Linked DNA regions of Mus musculus: region 2 is linked to region 1. The links are chromatin contacts, called in public promoter capture Hi-C maps. All regions are on one chromosome and are shown on one strand. Each heading gives the region's core, a stretch centred on a gene start, on an enhancer-like site or on the middle of the called end of the contact. The rest is flanking DNA. Distances are from core to core; before and after follow the strand shown.

The links. Promoter capture Hi-C pulls out the DNA fragments that hold promoters and counts their contacts.
Region 2: a contact with region 1 is called in a promoter capture Hi-C map of pre-B cells, with 2.5 times the contacts expected there. The contact joins the promoter of Hoxa4 here to the promoter of Fam221a in region 1. A contact is called at or near these places in 3 of 39 promoter capture datasets (hippocampal neurons, liver and pre-B cells) and 1 of 9 other capture datasets (adipose tissue).

What each region holds. Positions count from the first base shown.
Region 1 is chr6:49,365,874-49,370,719 of GRCm38.p6, reverse strand. Fam221a (family with sequence similarity 221, member A) reads right to left here and starts at 2,981. Exons shown (of 7, transcript NM_172727.3): 1 at 2,747-2,981. The coding sequence starts at 2,811.
Region 2 is chr6:52,189,460-52,194,305 of GRCm38.p6, reverse strand. It overlaps Hoxa4 (homeobox A4), which reads left to right and starts at 2,603. Exons shown (of 2, transcript NM_008265.4): 1 at 2,603-3,128; 2 at 3,618-4,624. The coding sequence starts at 2,618. The coding sequence ends at 3,964. The region is part of intron 2 of Hoxa3 (homeobox A3); the gene reads left to right. LOC115490409 (a long non-coding RNA gene) reads right to left here. Exons shown (of 2, transcript NR_168044.1): 2 at 1,246-1,781.

The DNA of each region.
Region 1 (4,846 bases), core at 1,732-4,231:
AATAATAATAATAATAAAACATTTTTAAAAAAAAAGAAAAAAAAAAAGAAAACAGAAGCCCAAGAGAGGCCCATTGGACTTGCAAACTTTATATGCCCCAATACAGGGGAATGCCAGGGCCAAAAAGTGGGAGTGGGTGGGTAGGGGGGGAGGGTATGGGGGACTTTTGGGATAGCATTGGAAATATAAATGAGGAAAATACCTAATAAAAATATTAAAAATTAATTAATTAGTTAATTAATTTAAAAAAAGAAAATTCAGAGGAACTACAAAAAGAAAAAAGAAAACAGAAGCCCAATTCATAAGCTATACAATCAGCAAAATTTTCTCCCTTGTTGTTTTAAATAAACTTTTAAAACCCTAGAAATACAATAAAAGCCACCTACAAAGATTACTCAGCCCCAAAGTCTATACATCTCAGAGGACTTCTACAAAGTTAGAATTCTGAAGCTGTGGAGCTTCCCACTGGACTCTGCACTTAAACAATTTAATAAATGTTTACACACTCATCCTCCAAGAAAACGAAAGAATGCAGACAGAGCTTTCTCTCCTCTTTCCTACCTGTGCCTGTAGCCTGCATTCAGTCCTTCCTCTCCCCTAATGCCTGCCCTTTCTTGTTCTCACCTCTGCTTAAGTACTCTAGACACACAATAGTGTTTTTATGACTTATTCTGAGATAAAGTTTTATTATAGCCGTCAAAGAACAGCAGCAGATACAGAAAGAGTGTAGGATAAATGCAAATCTTTTAAGTAAGAAAGTGTTGGTATCTAAATTCCAAACCAAAACAGCTCAAACTTTATTGTACGTCCACTGTGTCCAGGGCATTTGTTCACCTGCTGGACTGAGTTACTGAGCCTGGGTAAGTCTAACACCCTGATCTTCTAGTAAGCCCCCAGGTGCCCCATCTTTTGACACTGTGAGGAAAAAGACTAAACTCTCTCCCAGATGCCTCCCACCAAAGGCAAGTCAAAAATTAAAGAAAAATGGCAACGTGTTTTGTTTGGCCTTTCTTTTTGCAGAACCCAGGGCCTTGCACTTGCCAGGCGATGCTCTACCACTGAGCTACAGCCTCGCCTTTAGTTTTTCAGCAGGTTCTCACCAGGTGGTTTGGACTGATCTTGAACTCACTACCCTCCTAGACATCTCCTCAGGGCTGAGATTACAGGCCTGGCCCCTGACAATAGGAAAGTTGGTTTCTGATAGGGATCATTTTGGAATGCCTTCCCCAAATAACCCTTTGATATCTGGAAGGCCGAGTCTTCATGTTTCTCAGATCTTATTGATGCAATAATCTCTCCTAAAGGGAAATGTTCCATAATATTTACGATTGCAAAAAATAATTTTCCATGAGCCTGTCCCTACCATTTTCTGGACAAGAGACAAGTGAAAAGCCAGAAAGCAAAACTAAAGAAGCCAGCCGTGCTCTGTAAGAGGGTGAGCATGCGGTGAACCTACCATGAAGACTGGGTGCTACTGCCTAGTTTTATGTCAACTTGACCCAAGCTAGAGTCATACAGAAATAGAAAATCTCAAATGAGGGCTGGAGAGTTGGTTCAGTCATTAAGAGCACTGACTGGTCTTCTAGAGGTCCTGAGTTCAATTCCCAGCAACCACATGGTGGCTCACAACCATCTGTAATGGGATCTGATGCCCTCTGCTGGTGTGTCTGAAGACAGGTACAGTGTACTCATATACAAAAAATAAATAATTCCTTTTTAAAAAGAATTTTTAAAAAAATAAGAAAATTTCAACTGAGAAAAAATGACACACATACACACTAGACTGGCCTGTGGGCAAGCCTGTGGCAGGACCTCTGATTGATGTAGGAGGGCCCAGCTCACTATTACTATGCTATTAGCAAACAGGCCGAGCAAGCCATGAACAGCAAAGCAATGAGCAGCACCCTCCAGGGGCACTGCATTAGCCCCTGGCCTGGCCTCCCTGGATCATGGCCTACAAGCTATACACTGAAATAAACCCTTTCCTCCTAAGTTGCTTTTGATCAGTGTTTCAATAGAGCAATAGAAACCTAACTAAGACAGACTGATCAAGCTGTTCCATCTCACATTTCCTGTTCAGAATCTTCAGAAAGTTCTAAGCATTACCCAAAACTACACTATTGGGGCAATATGCTGGGAAACCCAACTGCCTGGACACCCCACGAATGACTTGGGGGAAGCTCTATACATCTGGCTTTTCCTTTGTGCACACACATTCTCCAAGTCGTCTGTAACCTCTATTCTCCCAGTTTCCCAGCTGTCAAGAAGAAACCCCTCCTAGGCTATGGGAATTGGGGGCAGATGTGTGTGGAGCCAAAGGAGCAAGCAGCTGTGTTCCCTGCTTCCAGAGAGGAGTCTCGGAAGCTAAGTCCAAAAACCATCTCCCTTGGTTTGGGAGAGCACTGAATTGATGTATAAACTGACATCTACTAACTTTTATAGACCCAATATGTAAATCAATTGTCACTAAGAGAAACAAAAAGGGATCCATTTTAAAAGTAGTTAATCATCCCTTTTGGCAAAGGAGACTCTCAAGTGGTCTCCGAAGAGATTCATTATAGAATAGAATTGTGTGTCTGCAAATTTAATTACAGAGGATGAAATGTGAAATTAATCCAGGCCTCCCGAACAGACTCCCAGAGCGCTAGTACGTTCGTCCGCTGGGTCCGGGTTCGTCCCACCGTGCTCGGACGGACAAGAGTCCGTGAACAGGAGCCCGCCCCGCGGAGCAGAGTTAAGGCCTCACCTCCGGTACTCCAAGTACTCGTCCACTGCCTCCGCACCACCAGGAGGCAACGTCAGCCGCTCCATGGCCGCGGGAAGCGAAAGGAGCCCTTGCCTCGAGCTCTTGAGTCCGCCCTGCAGCTGCCAGGCAGGATCCACCAGACCTGCGCGAGTAACAAACAGCCTTGCCGCCAGAAACTGCCCGGTCCCGCCCCCTTAGCCCCGCCCCGTCCTGGGCCCCGCCCCTCTGTTTCACCCGCTTAGTCCCGCCCTTGTCCCCCTCAGCTCCCGTCCTCTCCCCGCAGCTCCTCCCCAATCAATCTTCCCCCTCCTCTGGGCTCCGCCCCACTTAGCTCCGCCCTCATCCTTACCTCTCCCCAGCTCCCGCTCTACCCTAGCATCCGGCCTGTCCTAGCGCCCCTCTTCTTCCTTGTGCCACGCCCCTTGGCCAAGCCCCGCTTTGCCCCGCCCCTCTTGCTGCTCCAGGCCAAACGTCTCCACCAACCCTCGTGATTGCTTCCGTGGCCCACAGTCTACCTGGCGATCCTCTAAGGGTCCTTGAGCTTAATTTAGCTTGAGCTTCGCCACCCTACCGCTACCTGAGCCCTACAAATTGGCTTCTCCTGCATAGCCCAAGGCTGCAAAACAGATGCTGTTTGCCCACTTCAAACTTCGTGCTCTTCACTGCTTCATTCCCAGAGTCTCCTTAAGAATAAGTGCAGTGCCAGGATACAATGGGTTCTCAAAACAGGGTTTATATACCTCTTCCCATTTAATCAATCTCTCGAAATGTACGTAGTCTTGGAGAATTGGCCACTTGGAGCGGTAGCTAAGAGTGCTTGCTGTGCGATCATAAGTACCAGAGTTCAGATCCCAGCACCCACATAAAGAACCAGGCATCTCAGACTCTTAATACCCCAGTTTCAAGGTAGGTGGAGACAGAAAAATCAATGAGGTTTGCTGGCTTTCAGCCTAGACAAGAAAATCCCAACCCTGGGTTCAGGGAGAGACTACATGAAAGGATTAAATGGAGCATGATAGAGGAAGACACCCAACCCTTTCCTCTTGCCCACTGGCCTCAGAGCTTGTTTACACTGCTGCACGCACCCATTCACAATCACACACTTCGAATCAGTACATCTCTGAAGTGTGGGGGAGGGGTGTCAACGTCCATGTTTTCAGTATTACGGTTGAGGCTGAGAACTGAGCATAGAAGCTTAGTTGGACAGCATGAGTTTAGCATACTGAGACCCTGGGTTCAAGTCTCGATGCCACTGGAAAATAATAAAATATAAAACCAGCAATCCTGAGTACCAGTGCAAGTGACAAGGAAAAAAAAATGTTCTCCAAAGAAAATAACAGGTTAAGGAAGAACAAGCAGAAACAATTCAGCCAAGTTCTTGCCTTCCGGGTAGGAGCACAAAGCCTTTGAGCTGCTAGGTAAGCTCTGTACTGCCAAACTATACACCTGACTCCAAGATAAGTCTGTTTCAACATTTAAAAAGAATCTCCACGCATTTTATATAAAAATGGAATTATCATCCGTTAGTAATTTAGCTATAAGTTGTTCTGGCAAGCTGAAAAGGAGTAAGAAATTAACCGTTACTCAGGAGAAAAGAATTCTCAAACATTGTAGCTCTCTATGGACCAAATTTCTCATCCTTTAATCTTCTTGTTTAACAGATAATTGGATTTTTAGAGATTCAAGGTTCACAGCAACTCGAATGCAGCAGGTCAGCTGTGGCTGTTTTCCAACAGTGTGTTTCTACTTCAGGGCTCTGCCAACTGAGCCGTATCCCTGGCCTGGTCAGGGTGGGATGGTTTTGAGAGGTCTCACCCGCTATATGATCCTGGCTAATTTAGAACTCACCATGCGGTCAAGTCTGTTTTCACACTTGGGCTTCTCCTGCCTCTGCTTCCAAATGCCTGGATAAGTAAGGGATGTTCTTAGTGTTAAACTTCTTAAAGTTCTTATTGTTATTAGCCCGTCATTCAAAATCCTTTTTAAAAGTGTTTTAATTAGCATACAAAGTGTTGAATTTCCATAAGTCTTTCCATATGTGAGTAGTTTCTGCTAACTCACCCCTGCCCCTGCCCTCACCCCTTAGCTCCCAGTATTGCC
Region 2 (4,846 bases), core at 1,354-3,853, 2.8 Mb before region 1:
GGCAAGAGATGCTTCTTAGGTTTACTGTTTTTTTTCCAAATGATTATTTGATTCCATGGGATTTTTGCTATGGCTTGCTTGCAAAGGGAGGCTGTGGAAGGTTCAGGAAAGGTACTGAGATTGTTTATTACAGCCATAAATCTTGCAGTAAAATGTCAAAATGTCGGTGTGTGAGATAACACTTGGTGGTCCTGGCTCCGTTTGTGTTTATGATAGGAGCTCAAAGACGTGTTACAGGCCTTGGGGGATTGTGTCAGCCCATCCTCCTTAATAGAACCTCAGGAAACAGAGTTAAGTCCTCTAGCTTAACCGTATACAAAACAGTGCCTCCTTAATACTTAAAACGTGGAAACTCTGTAGACCATTCTGAGGCTAAACAACATGGATTTTTGTGTCTTAGACTCTGTAAATAATATTAAACAGACATGGTTAGGACTCCTCCAGTGCTCAGGGTTGGTGACACCAGAAGCAGACTAGATTTCCTCAAGCTTTTCATCCAACCTGAACACATGCAGATATGCAGTGCATGTGTATTTGTATGGTCTGTCTGTGTGCTACTAATGTTAGAGATGTCTCCTGTCTCATTTGTGTACCTATTTTCTTGCTATTTTCTTGCTAGAGAGAGATATCAGTTTAAAGTAGCCACATCAGGCTAGATTTCCTTCCTCCAGTCTAGAGAAGATATCTAGAGATTAGAATCTTTGTTGGTTTCCATCTATGGCTCAGATTTTCATTTAAAAAAAAAATCATGGTGCTTCCTGTCAGTGGACAGCTCTCTTTACCAGCACAGACACCCAGTGTGGAAAATCTCTTTGTACTACTTCAGGATGATTTCAATAAGAAACTAACATGATCCTTTTTTTAACCTCTTTCCCTAAATTACTTTAAAGATTAGTCTCAATAATAGTCTTCATGTGTCTAAGCATTAAATGACTATCTATCAAATAGGATATATCCCAGTATTTAGTAGCTCAAGTGAGTAACAGATATGAATGAAGATAGAATGGATGTTCTTTCTGAAGTGTCTCTAGGCTTGGGTTATAACTTTCCTGGTCTGCGTTTGAGAAGGCCGTTGTTCTATCCTGCTCTCTGAAAAATCAGCAAGGTGCACCAACGGAAACTGCTTTGCATACCCAGAGGAGAGTTATTTTTTAGAATGGCGGTGATAGTTTGCACTGCTTTACCATCATGCAAAGGATCTAGGCGTGTCTGCTATTCAGAAGAAAGAAAGAGCACAATTCCAGGTACGAGTGAGGCATCAGTATTTACTTCAAAGATCAACATTAGGTGGAATTAATAAGTAATTTATTTGTTAATAATAATGGCATAATTAGTTTACCCATCAAATTTCAATTACCAAATGGCAGGCAACAGTCCCTTCTCTCTCCTTTCCAGAGCTACTGATATCGTTAAAATGCTAATTTTTCAGCAATCGCGGGCTGGTCTGTAAATATAGCCCTTGGTTTAGATCCTGCACGAGGAAACAGCATCCAAAAGGAGAAGGGAGGGAAAAGTTAGAAAAGACCGATTGACAATTAGACCAGGCAGGGTCTTATTGTATCTCAAACTTGTTTTTGTTTGGTGATTGTTCTGAAACGCGAAGTTACTGGATTCGAAGCCGGGTTTTGTGCAGGCGTCGTCTCTCTTCCCACTCTGGGGTGGAGGTCTCACAATAGCGCCTAATAAAGGAGGCACATTTAGCTCTCCTCAGCACCTCCATCAACTGCAATATAGGAAGGTTCCAAGTCTTTAAATGAAAAAATAATGTACAAATTCTGCGTCTGAAAGAAAAAAAGTAAAAATAAGTATCCACGAGGTTTTAGTGGATCGCCCTCGCTTGCTGTACTTCCTTGACCCGCTTGTTCAGCGGCCCTTCTACCCATCCTCCCTGTGCAGCTCCAGCCCTGGCTTCGCAAAGCAGGGACTCCCTAACAGCCGGGTGGATGTGTAGGGCGTGGACAAAGAATCAAAGGGCGAGAAAAATGGGTCCGTAGGCCTCCTTCGTTTTATTCCAGAGCTAGGATAAAAAGCCAGGGTCTGCCTCTTGGTCCCAGTGCCCTTCCCTCTCCTGGAGGGCCTCGAACCCTCGGAGGACCACCCGAAGCCTGGTTGGACTGGAGATCGGCGCTGAGTCGTGGCGACCAGCTGCCCAGAGGCCTAGGACAGACGTGGGCAGGAACAGGGCTCGAAAGGACCCGCAGTCTAACAGGCCCCAACTTCTCAGCCGGAACCCAAGTTGGGGGGCCCGAGGAACCCAAGCTCGCTTCTCCCACCCTGAAGGCTAGCAGCATCCATCACGCATCCCCCGCGCGTTTCCTGATCCGGGTCCGCGCGCGCGGATTTCCCATTGGCCGGATCGCAGCACGTGGGGCGCGGGGGCGGGGCGCGCAGGGCCACGGGGAGCGCGCGCGGGCGGGGGAGGAGCGGCGCGGACTTCGGCGGCGGCGACGGCGGGAGGGGGAGGGGCAGTCGTTTGACAGCGGGGGGAGGGGCGGGCGCCGGGGCCGGGGGGGGGGGGGGGGGGGGATGGGAAGCGCGGCGAGAGGGGGAGGGGCCTCGGCGAGCGCAGAAAAACGACACCGCGAGAAAAATTAGTATTTTTGCACTTCACAAATTAATGACCATGAGCTCGTTTTTGATAAACTCCAACTACATCGAGCCCAAGTTCCCTCCTTTCGAGGAGTTCGCCCCGCACGGTGGCCCGGGCGGTGGGGACGGCGCCGTGGGCGGGGGTCCCGGCTACCCGCGGCCCCAGAGCGCCCCGCACCTGCCGGCCCCGAACCCGCACGCGGCCCGCCAGCCCCCCGCTTACTACGCGCCGCGGGCGCGCGAGCCCAGCTACCCCGGGGGCCTGTACCCCGCGCCCGCCGCCGCCTGTCCCTACGCCTGCCGCGGGGCCAGCCCCGCGCGACCCGAGCAGTCCCCGGCCCCCGGCGCGCACCCCAGCCCGGCCCCGCAGCCCCCCGCGCCCCCTCGGCACTGCGCTCCCGGCCCCACCACCCCGGCTGTCGCGACGGGGGGCAGCGCCCCCGCGTGCCCGCTGCTGCTGGCGGACCAGGGCCCGGCGGGCCCGAAGGGCAAGGAGCCGGTGGTGTACCCCTGGATGAAGAAGATCCACGTGAGCGCCGGTATGTGGCGCCGCCGGGAGGGCAGCGGGCGTGGGGGCGCGGGGCAGGGCGCGGGAGGGGACCCCCATCTGGCCGGCGCTTTGGCTGTGGGTGTGTGCGCGCCGCCCGCAGCCTGGTCCTAACGTGAGAACCCTTTTGTACCCAGGGTCCCTTTATCCTGAGATTTACGAGACGCCAAACTGTTAGGGCAGTAATTATAGCCCCCATAAATTTAATTGCCCTGGCAGAGGCTCCCGGCCATGTGTCTTTGAAGCTTTTCTTCAGCCCCAAAGCCCAGCACCATTCTTTATGGCTCTCGGGTGTTTCCCGTTGTCAATAGCCTGTGAAACATTTTCTTTGCCTTTTTATGTATCTTGTGTGAACTTGGTGTCAGGTTATTATATAATGATGATGTCCGATTGCTCTTCCCCACCCTATCTCCTCTCTCCTCCCCTCCTCCTCTTCTACTTCTTCCTCTTTGGCCTTCTCTTTCGGGGTTCTGGTGTTCAGTCAACTCCAGTTATAACGGAGGCGAACCTAAGCGCTCTCGAACCGCCTATACCCGGCAGCAAGTCTTGGAACTGGAGAAGGAATTCCACTTTAACCGCTACCTGACCCGGCGGCGCCGCATCGAGATCGCCCACACGCTCTGCTTGTCGGAGCGCCAGGTCAAGATCTGGTTTCAGAACCGGAGAATGAAGTGGAAGAAAGACCACAAACTTCCCAACACCAAGATGCGATCTTCCAACACTGCCTCGGCCCCTGCCGGCCCGCCTGGGAAAGCACAAACTCACAGCCCACACCCCCATCCCCACCCTCTCCCTGGTGCTTCCACACCCATTCCCTCCTCCATATAATCTAGAGACCTGGATCAGTTTCTCTCACTTATGTGCCCTACTCATCTCCTGCTCCTGTCCTCATCTGCTCTTCCCTAAGTAAACCCGAGACACCAAAACAAAATCCAACTTGCTGGAAACCATAACCAAAAAGAAGACATTATCCCTGGTTGGTGTGACCCCTCCAAGAGGACGTCTGTCCTCGTCCTCGTTACTGCTTAGTGGAACAACCTGCTGACCTGGACAACTTTGCCAGGATTGGACACCTGTAAGAAAGCACTGGCCATCGACTACCTTTGAGTCAGCCAGACAGCACGTGCTGACTGGGGACATGTACTTGTATGCAGAAGAAGCAGGCCGGTTCCCAGCTTCCCAGCTTTCTAACCTTCCTTCCTCTTCTGCGTTAAGGCAGCTCACATGAGCTTTACTGAGTAGACTTTGTGGACCTCACCAGATTATTTAATTTTCAAAGTGTGTAGACCTTGATGGTAGGTGTGGCATGTAGTTTCCTCTCCTTGCATTTATTTAAGATACTGTTAGAGAGATATTGTTGTCTTATACTGGGGCACAGCGTTGGGGAGAGGGAAATGCATTTAGACTCACTTACAACTGTACAGAGAGATATGGTTGTATAAAGAGGAATGTGCTAAGAATAAACTTCAGTTTATAAGACATTAAAAACCTAAGAGACAGATTTGTGTGTGTTCTAAGCTTAAAAACCAAACCAAACCAAACTACCCCAAGCCTCCTCTTGGTTGAGATACTTGACCTAGTGCGCAGAAGCCTTGTAGACAGGGTGAGCTGGGGTCACATTCTAAGCACACTCACAATGTGTGTGTGTGTGTGTGTGTGTGTGTTTAACTTGGTCTGAATTCTTGCCAAGCTTGACCCACTGTGGAAGTG